Linked DNA regions of Mus musculus: region 1 is linked to region 2. A link is a contact called in public promoter capture Hi-C data. All regions are on one chromosome and are shown on one strand. Each heading gives the region's core, a stretch centred on a gene start, on an enhancer-like site or on the middle of the called end of the contact. The rest is flanking DNA. Distances are from core to core; before and after follow the strand shown.

Evidence for each region. Promoter capture Hi-C pulls out the DNA fragments that hold promoters and counts their contacts.
Region 1: a contact with region 2 is called in a promoter capture Hi-C map of hippocampal neurons, with 2.8 times the contacts expected there. The contact joins the promoter of Tex26 here to the enhancer-like site in region 2. A contact is called at or near these places in 2 of 39 promoter capture datasets (hippocampal neurons and pre-B cells) and 1 of 115 datasets of contacts at active chromatin or transcription factors (pancreatic cancer cells).

Annotation. Positions count from the first base shown.
Region 1 is chr5:149,437,933-149,443,264 of GRCm38.p6, forward strand. Tex26 (testis expressed 26) reads left to right here and starts at 1,728. Exons shown (of 7, transcript NM_029464.2): 1 at 1,728-1,855. The coding sequence starts at 1,795.
Region 2 is chr5:148,505,807-148,510,963 of GRCm38.p6, forward strand. Ubl3 (ubiquitin-like 3) reads right to left here. Exons shown (of 5, transcript NM_011908.2): 3 at 3,463-3,549; 4 at 640-717; 5 at 1-381. The coding sequence ends at 329. Among named protein-coding and RNA genes, the nearest start is that of Ubl3, 44 kb to the right of the region's middle. Within about 2 kb of position 3,600, at least 116 of the 459 cell types and tissues checked have an H3K27ac peak or open chromatin away from gene starts, as enhancers often do. A contact at or near this core is called in hippocampal neurons, where this site is marked.

The sequences.
Region 1 (5,332 bases), core at 478-2,977, 930 kb after region 2:
GGTATTACATCGAGATAAAAGGGATGCAGGGTTTATGGTATTCAGCTAGACCACAGAGACAAGACTAGGTCATGGTATCCCGGAAGAAAGCTATGGTGGACATTTTGACACACGCTGTCCACATCCCCACTAAAGAACTGGGATCCTTGATGCAGTCCTTCCCATTTCCCTTTGAGTCTCACTTAGGAATGCTCCTTTCTTTCTTTTTTTTTTTTTAATTGCTATTTGATTTGCTGTCCTGAATTTTATAAAAACATTTTAAGTGAGTTTTGGCTTGGGATCAGGGCAGAACTTCCAAGTGTTTTTTGAAGTGGTCCTAAGCACATTTCTGACCTTTTGTGCCAGGCATTTATCCAAAATGGTCTTCCAAGTACTGGTGATTATAGGAACCAAAATATTGATGGATTCTGAAAAGCCCCGAAGATGGTCTCATATTCAGCATCTCCTATTCAGCCGAGATTTAATTATTTATGTAAGATAAACAGGTCATCTCATTAATATGCAACCTCAATAATATGACGTCTCATTAATATGCAAATTTGCTTCATATCTTTCATAGATGGTAAAATTGTATGCACAGCAATGAATTGCTTTTTAAAATAAAGCTCCTCATGGTTCATTATCAATAAACATGTGACCTGTGTATTTGTCTTATATACCTTATATACTCTAGCTGGCATAAAAATTTCTCAGGCACAGTGTGATCACAAGTGGAAAAAAATTAAAAGCCACACTCTAACATGTATAAGTGGGTAGGATCAGCCGGCCAGTGTACAGTAACAAAGTGGCATCCTATGATTGGTACTAGGAATATAGTTTGGGATTTTTTGTATTTATTAAAAATAAGGTCTGGTGTAACCCAGGCTGCCCCTGGACAAACTATGTAGTGGAGGATGACCCTGCTGCATCCATTATCCCTCTGGACTCTCCGTAATTAGCCTGTGCCCAATGTTTCCCTGAAGTAACTAGACACTAGCTTAGGATGCTCTGGGTTGACCTCACACAGACCTGATGCCGAAACTTTTACCTTTCCCTTATACCACATCTTTCTCATCCTTGAGTGTAGTCGCTGTGTCCTACAGATTTCCATGCCAACCTTGCCCAATTTTGCTTACATTGAAAATTATGAATGGACACAAATTTGCGGTTGGGCGTCTGTCTGTCTGCTTCTGGGTTTTTAATATTCGGGGTATTTAATATTTTGAGACAAGGCATCTCTTTCCAGGGTTGGGCTCCTGCCTTAGCCTCCTGAGTTCTCGGATCACCGGTGAGCACCAGTATACCAGGCTAAAATAAACTTTTTTTTTCCAGCCTTTTCCAGTTTGCTCGTATTTGCCAATACATAAAACAATGGCATAGTATTGCAAGGACCAGAGCAGTGTCTCTCCACCTTCCTAATGCTGCGACCCTTTAATATAGTTCCTCATGTGGTGGTGACCCCCCCCCCAACTACAAATTGTTTGGTGGCTACTTCATAACTGTAATGTTGCTACGGTTATGAATTGTAATGTATAATGGTAACATCTGTGTTTCCTGATGGTCTTAGGTGACCCCTGTGAAAAGTTCGTTCGACACCCCCCACCCCCAAGGAGTCGTAGTCCATAGGTTGAGAACTATTGGATTAGGGCACTCCATGAAAGTCAGGAATCAGCGTGATGCGCTCACCCTCTGGGTCCAGGGGCGGAGACTGAGGCGTCTCCATAGCGACGCTTCACAAAGGCACGCGCAGAGGGTGGGGCGCAGAGCGGAGTACTACTGCCTTGTCAGGGCGGGAAGGCGACCTTTTGGGACAAGATGGCCCGGTATAGGAACAAGGTTTCGTGCCCTGCTCAATGTGACCCCAAGCTCCAGTCAAGTAAGACTGCCCACGCTGCGGGTCTGCGGGGCGTGGTGTGCTGTGTGTGCGGTGGAGTTGTTTTAAATAAGGCAGTTTTTTTTTCCCCAAGGGCATCAATCGTGAGAGGTTTGCCTCGCTTTTAGAGATGGCAGGGAGGCGCAAGTGAGTCAGGGAGAAAGATCAGCTGTCCAAAATCACACTCCTGTCCAGCCCTTTATACTCCCCTCTCTAAAACTCTGGGGTGTCCCTTTAAATACTTAAGGAAACCCCTGAGGAGACATGATAAAGCCACAGCTAGTGTCCTTCCAAGGACAACAGAGCCGAAGACAAATGAACAGAACTGGGGACGTAATGGAGGGAGAGAAGGAGTCTGGCTGGTTCTTTAAGTCGCAAACAGCAAATTCAGTGGGGCGGGAGGGAGGGGAGGGGCGGGATCAGCCGGCCAGGGCTGCTCTGTCTGCAGACTGGGCTGGGAGCTGAGCCCTTTTCAAAGGCGCTCTGCCAGGTGACAGATGGAGAGCCTTGCTCTGTGGTTCTGCTTGCGGCGGCGGCAGCGGGTTTACCAGCTCAGCGTTTTGCGTTGGTGAAGAGACATCACCTCCCCTGGCTGTTAGTTGCGACTCGAGTAGCATTATTACTGAGTGCACAGTCAGCGTATCCATCCCTTCGGAGCAATAATGGCCGGCTGCAGCCGTCTAGCCGAGCTGGCTAAGGGGCTGTGAGGATTCTTTAGAATGATGCTCCTAAGAGAACAATGAAGTGGGTGTTTACATTCCAATCTAGTTCTCTGTAAACGAAGAGTGGAAAGCTGGAGTGTGTGTGTGAGGGGGGAGGGCGGGAAGGAGCGTATTCAGTTAAAAAAAATGTTAAATGTTTTCAGATTCTATAGGACGGCGAGGTCAGGAGATGGAGGAGGGAAAAGCTCCCAGGATCCCCAAGGGCACTCCTTAATTTCCATTTCCCTTTTTCTAAACACTCTGTCTGTCAGGTATTTTCCTAGGCCAGTAGTCTCCTTCCTTGTCTGGAACAGATAAGAGTTAGGATTCCTCCTCTTACGGAATTGATCACGTACCCCAGGACTTCCGGTGCTGCACAAACTGCCAGGGACTCTACTGTCTACACTCAGTACCCAATGCCAAATGTTCAGACTGAACTATCCCGCTCTTGATCAGGCAGTTTCCATGCATGGCCCAGAGGCCCCTGTGCCTCAGTGTGGACAAAAATCACCTTCCTGTCCTCCTTGGAACCTTCCAGAAGTTGAGAGTACAATGAAGAGGGCCCAGGCTGTTAGAGAAGGAGCCCTTGATTGGTTACAGATCTCTTTTGTTCAGCCCTCACCTGCTGGGTCATCTGCCCCTTCAGCCTTGGGTCTGTCACAGCCACAATCCCATCTTCCATTGCTGCTAAAGTCACCCTCCCAAGAAGAGTGTGAGATATGTCATCTCTAATCTTTGTCCCCAAAGAAGAGACAGCTGATGCCTGCTGTTGAGTCACTCCTGAGCATAAGTGAGCAATCCTGGGCTATTGTCCTCTTGTCACAGCTGCTATACAAAAGCACAGAGTCCTGGCTTAAAACATTAAGTTATAGCCGGGCGCGGTGGCTCATGCCTTTAGTACCAGCACTCGGGAGACAGAGGCAGGTGGATTTCTGAATTCAAGGCCAGCCTGGTCTACAAAATGAGTTCCAGGACAGCCAGGGCTATACAGAGAAACCCTGTCTCGAAAAACAAACAAACAAACAAACAAAAAAAAAAAACAAAACACACACACACAAAACCATTAAGTTATGTGCTCACTAGCCAGCTCTAGGTTCTAAGTGCAGACAGTAACTTTTTTTTTTTTTTTTGGACCGGGTCTCACTGTGTAGCCGTGGCTAGCCTGAAACTCTCTATGTAGATCAACCCGATCTCAAACTCATAGAGACAAGGCTGCCTCTCCTGCTCGAGTGCTGGGATTCAAGGCTTATGTCACTACATCCTGATTATTTACAGGACCATGAACACCAGGGATAAGTCACCATGGTTACCAGGGTAAGGCTTTATGAGGTAGCAGCCTTGGCAGCCAGACTGTTTTCTTCACTCACAGTGGGTCGTTTGCTGTGCCTCAGACTCTTGACTTCACATCTCAGTTCCCCTGCCAGATCCCTATCCAACTAAACCGCAGCTCAGATGCCCCGCATCTACAAAATGCCCTCACTCCCCGCCCCAACATCTGAGCGAGGGAAGAGCATCCTCAGGGAGCCAGGATCCCACAGGAGGTCAGCCCACCGCTGAGTCTTCCTCAGAACTCAGCATCTCCACTAGCTGTCTGAGTTCCCAAACCAGGACAGGGCTCTGTTTCCCAGGGCTGACCACGATGTTAGCTGCGGATCAGAGGATCGAGAACTAGAGAAGAAAGAACCATCTAGAAGGACGGCAGAATCACAGGAGAGATCGAGCATGGGGCCACAGAGAAAGCCTTGGGGATACTACCGACCACAGAGACACCAGTGATGTACAAAGATCTCACCGGAAACACCGGAAATATCCTTCTGGATTACAGAGTCTCAAGTACTAAAGTACTAAAGAGGATTAACTCCGATAACACCACTTTCAGGAAGTTTGACAACGGAGGTCAGAGCATACACACATCACTGACAAAAAACGGATTACAGTAGGGTGAGCACTCAACGCGAATCGGGCGATGGACTGGAGGTCAGATGGGCGTCCAAGTGCGTCAGGCTTAGAGAGCAGACAAAAGCTTCTGGTCTCTGCTTAAGTGGCACTGGAAACAGGAGACCTTCTTGGCCTCGGGCCCTGCAGACAGCCTTGCCTGCTGCTTCTGTCCCAACAGGCTACTAAAGCCAGGTTCTCAGACGACCCCGCTACCAGCTGCCAGTCCTCCGCTGTCCTCGGCTATCTTAGGCTTTCCTCAGTCGAAAGACCCCTGAGCAGGAACATGCTCATCTGTGTGATGGACCGGAAGGCAGGTTCACCAGGGTTCTCCGGGGTTGGATGAAGTAATCTTGCTTCTGCATAAATGTGCACACACAAACACACACACACCTCTACACACACATACACCTACACTCAAATAAGAGGCATTCCAATCCATGTTCTTATGAAGTATAAGAAGTAATAATAATTTCCCAGAAATGCAAAATGAGAAAATTACTGAATTTGGACTTCACACTGACCACATCTGGAGGCGACATACTCTGAAATCATATTTGATATCAGCCCTACCTACAAGCCACTGCGACCTGCAAGAAACTGACTGGGTTACTACAAGACAGGCTGTGTACACAACGTGGATGTGGACACAGTATGAGCTGGAGGGAGCTGGAGGGCCTGAGATTTTTATCACTGAACTCAAAATGACAAGCGAATTAAACGTGCAAGCTAATTTCTAGAATTTCCCCTTTGATGGTTTTGAATTGTGGTTGACTGAAATACCCATCATTAAAATTGCAGATAAGGAGACTGCTGTATTTCTAGCAAATTTTGAGGCACTCTG
Region 2 (5,157 bases), core at 2,350-4,849:
CAAATTGTACTTGCAGCACTTGCCTTCAGACTTCTGCGGAGGGAGGAGTCTCTGCGGCAGCAGGGCCACCGGTGTCTGCAGAGAGACTTGCTGCGTCCCCTGGGGACCACTGTGCACTTCAGACTGCTCAACACACACACAGATATAAGGAATAAAGGACCACACTGAAAGTGTTCTTGGTTCTTTTTACTTTGTGAGAGGAGATGACAGAGTTCATGAGTGATTCAGTCCCACGGATGTGCTGGCGACTGTCCTACAGGTGTTGGAAGCTGCTGAGTCTCCTCTGTCCCCGCAGTGCCAACAAACTGCCACATCTGTGCTGGCGACGCTACAGGATCACACAGCAGTTGCTCTCACCAGTTTTCTCCCGATTTCTCTGACCTGGGGAAACAGGGCCAGCCTGGGTTAGCCAAGCTGTGCCTGGGCAAAAGGCAGGCATAGTCAAACTGCCTGAGTTTTGCTCAAAGCTTGTTTTAAGGAATCATTTAATTTTTGGCATTTTTCAAAAACGGTCTGATTACTTGCTCTCCAGGCTTAATTCATAAACTCTGAAATTCCCTGTTCATCCAAATGTCCAAGTGGAAGCAGGCATGAGTGCCTATCTCGATGGCTCAAGTGAGGTGTCCTCCGGGGGCTTACCTTGTGAGTTGGGCTCTGGCAGGGTCTCTCTGGCCACCAAATGCATCACTGTTGTTTTGCCAAAAGGAAGTTTTAATGCTATAGAAAAAGAAGAGACGATCTGTTATACACACATCGTTCCGTAAGCTCACTAGCCAGGCTGAAGTGCCTCTGAATGGATCCCGACTGTGGCTCCTGCACGGAGAGACACTCCCTCACCTGAGGGAAGGGTACGGCTACAAGTGACTCTCTGGCTCTGCCATTGGCTGCACTTAGAAATCTGTCTTGTCTGAGAGAACGCAGTGTTACCTCGCTATGACCGCACTGGCCCCAAACCTGCTCTGCTGCCCAGCTTTTCAGGCCATGCTCTATGCAACCTACAGATGCTGGTTGTCAGTGGCGCCACGACTAACCCACAGGTACACTGAGTGCCAGGCAGCACCAGATGCTGCCAACTAGCAGGTGAGGCTGGCATGTCTCGTCTGCACCCAACTCAGCGCACGGCGGCAGCAGAAGGTGGAGGAGAAGCCGGAGACTGGGATATTCCTGCAGCATCCAGAAGACAGGATTTCAACTTTTCCTGTCCACATGACCACCACCTGGGTTTGAGCTCAGAAGCCACCCTGGTGGGAGAAGAGCTGTGCAGAACCCTGCATTTTAGAGGAGTATCAAGTGGGAGCTGGCCCGGTAACTCAGAGGCGAAGTGCACAGCAAGTGCAGGACTCGGGATGCACATCTAGCCATACAAAGGTAAACATGGGCCCTGAGAGTGAAGGGGTGCCCCAGGCGAAGCCGCACTCTCTGGACCACACCTGGAGCACTCCCTGGGCCTCCTTTAGCAGAATGAAATTCCACGAGATTAACACGGTTGTATGTCAAAAGGGGGGACCCAGGAATGTCCAAGGAGACCTAATGACCAAAATTTTAAACCTGAAACTGACCGAACAATAATGGCAGGTGGAATAAATGGGCCTGCAGTCCTGACTTCTCAAGAGGCTGAGGCAGGAGGATTGTTGGAGTTGAATGGTGTTAAGCCAAGTGGCACAACCCACAGTGAGACCAGGTATTAAGGTGGGTGGGGAGAAGAGCAAAGGATGAATAGGCCCAGGCTGCCTACTGTGTCTGCCCAGTGGTTGAAGGCTATCCACAGCCTGTACCTCACTACCTTCCCCTCCGCCACTGCTTGAACATTGCCTTCCACAAGGACATCATTTGTTTCCATGCTGGGCCATTCTTTTATAAGCTGGTGAGATGACTCAGCAGGCAAAGGCTACCTCAGGAAGAAGCCTGATGCCTGAGTTTGATCCTGAACCCCAGGGAAAGCTGGAGAAGAACTGACTACAAAGCTGCCCTCTGTCCTCCATACCTGGGCCTTGTTCCTCGTAGTAATAAAATAGAAATATTAAAATATTGTTGTCAAATATTTTTATTCTATTAAAAACAAAACAAACAACAACAACAAAACAAAACAACAAAACAAAACCCACTGTCTGCCTTTATTTGTAGCTGCAGGCCGTAAATCTACTTGATAGGCTACTGAGCGAGCCCATAGCTCTTCCACAGCCACCATGCACATACTGGAAGGCAGCTGCCATTGCTGTATGCTGCCTCCGAAACACTCCTAACCAAAAAGGAAACCTGCAGTCCAGAAGGCAGACAGCGGAATGTTAGCAGGGTAGCCTAACCTAGCATCCAGCAGCACTGGCCAAGCAAGGGCCACTGGCCCCCACACTACCTGTCTGAGTCATGAGAGCTGGAAGTCCTTTAATTTACTTCCAAAAGAGACTGGCAGCTACACAATTGTCTAGAGATGAGTCATTTTACTGATTATTCTAAAATTTTAATGAGAATGAAGCATCTTGATCTTAACAAAGATTCTGTGACCTTTAACCTGACACTGAAACCGAGGGGCTGGTGGGAATTGCTCAACAGACCGGTGTTCCAAGGGGCAGCAGACTCACTCTCAGAGTCAAGAGAGGAAACCCAGCCAACACTTATTAGCTTGGTTTCTTCTTTTCTTTATTAATTTTAATTCAAGATCTTGTTTGAACCATTAAAAAAAATGGCCCCATGATTAATATATGCACAAACCAGCCAGGGGCTAACAGTCAACTCTCCTCACAGTGACAGAGGGTTGGTCTAATTAGGCAAAACTACAAACAAATTCTACCTTTAAGTGGCAATTATTTCTTGTATTTCTACAAACTACAGCAGTTTTCAGAGCAAACATAACACTGAAACAAACCAGCTCCATGTGAGCCCAGGCTCTGCAGCAGCCCACTAGGACCACACTGCTGGTCACTGAGGTCACCAGCTCTAACCCACAAGTCTTTCCATAGTGGACTCTGTTGTCCCATGCAAGCCCAGAGCAACCTGAAGGAGGATCTGGTCACATTCAATCCGCCTACTCAAGTTTATTGGTGCTGACACATGAACTGCTCAGTGACTACACAGTAACCGACCTACCTACCCAGGGAAGAACAGACTGCAGACCTCACCATTAGACGACCAGACTGAAGCACGATGGCGTGTCCACAGCAGTATTTACTTGGTCCCCACACAATGAGCACTTACTGAGTCCACTGAAAAAGCCCTCTTTTTACAAATGAAAACCTGCAGTCATAAACGTGCCAAGTCTGTGGGATGGATTTTGATGTAAAAGTAGCACACCCACCATACCACCCAGCAGCGCAGGGAACCCATCTGTAACCTGGCAGGCGGAGCCGTCTCCAGGGAGAAGCACACCCAGAGCTGGGGACCTCAGGGTCTCAAGTCACCTTTTTTTAGAAACCACTGTCATTTAAAATAAACAGAGGAATAATGCTGGCAAAGGACATTAATTACCTCCTAGGGTGACGTTTCCATGTAGAAATCTGCCTTGATAAATGAGTCGAAGAATGTTTGGGCTGCTGACCTGCTCTTCTTCCCAGTCTGAAAAAAGGAGAACTGGTTAGGCTCGGGCCCACACAACAGCACTTCTGTACACTCTGTAGAGGCTACCAGGAAGGGTGTGGCCCAGAGTCCCCACCCAAGCACTGCAGCCCTGGCTCCTTCCACCTTCCTCAAGTAGCAACAAAGAGCTGCAGAAGACTGTTTGTCCCTCAAGAGATCAGAGAGTGCCAAGCTGCAGGCTGAAGTTAAGGAAAACACCGAGCCAGAAGTCTAGCCTTGGTAAAGGGAATCTACCATTTGAAAATCAATTTCCATTATCAGTAATTAATGGACACTATAATGTTCCAGTGCTTGTACTGTTCAAATGTGTGCTCAAGGGTAGCAACAAGTTCCTCAAAGACTTCCTTAGGTGCCTGGGCTACATTGCTGTGCTGTTTTTCAGAGGCCAACTGGCAAACATTTCATGGCATTTGAGGCACACGGCTACCAGCTGGAGTATGGGCAGCACAGCAGCTCCTGCAGAAGCCCCGTCTGAGAACAGAGACTGCTGTTTGGACAGAGGGCGCTTTCCTTGGTAGCTCCCATCAGCTTCTTGCTGCAACAACGGAAGCTCTGGGTTCAGTGTGATCTGAAGACTTCCTGCTCACCATTCTAGTAGCTCCTACTCTCAGTAGGAGACGACAGACAAAGTAGTCCAGAAGACTGAGTGATGGAAGAGAAGAGAAGAAAGCCTGTCCTTGGTTGGTTCTGTTTCGTTGAGTGTTCAAAACAATGTATGTGCATGCACCTGATTTATCCGGTCTCAGGAACTCAAGTGAGAGAGGAACTCCCCAGGCCTGTCCCTTCCCGGGGAGTCTTACTGTACTCTTTCCTAGATAAAGATCAGGGGAGCTACTCTGCTTCAGCAAAAATTACTTTGCATGCACTGCCCTTAAAACCATCATTTATATAATTTATAGAATATGTCTGGCCAAACATTCCTTTGCTATAAACACAAGTGACAGTAACTTTAATCCATATAGAAGAGAGGTTAGGACTCTAAGGGGGATTTAAGGCCTGATAAAGCATAGTGAAGCCATGCCTTTCCATTATCTTTCACGGCCTCATGAGATGTGCCCTTCTCCTCTCTAGGCCCCAGAGGGACATGTACAGAACACGGCTTAGGAGGACTCTGGTGTCACTGATGTGATTAGCAGACCAGACAGCCAAGGAGTCCACCTGCCAGCCTGCTCCTTCCTCAGGGCAGGGCACCCAAAGACTTTTCTTCTACTGCTCCAGAATTTACTATTTTTTTCTTACAAGATCCAACAAATACATTTACTGGCTTTTAGTGCAAGATATTATAGTGGTTTAGACCTAGAATATTAATTTAAGTACTTTGTATAAAAGGAGCCCTTTTATGCACTCTAGTATATGCTGAGTAGATCTGGCAAACTCAGGAAAGAGGGACTTAAAGAAGGACTTTTCAAAGCGAGTAACATCTAGCTGATGTGATCAATTTCCAGAACAGGCGGGAGCCTCTTCACCTGCAGTATGTACCATTGGTGCCTCTCCCGTTATCATTACCTGGATTGTTTTAAGGAACTAAAGTAACTTTAAAAGTTCAAATTGCGCCGGGTGGTGGTGGCGCATGCCTTTAATCCCAGC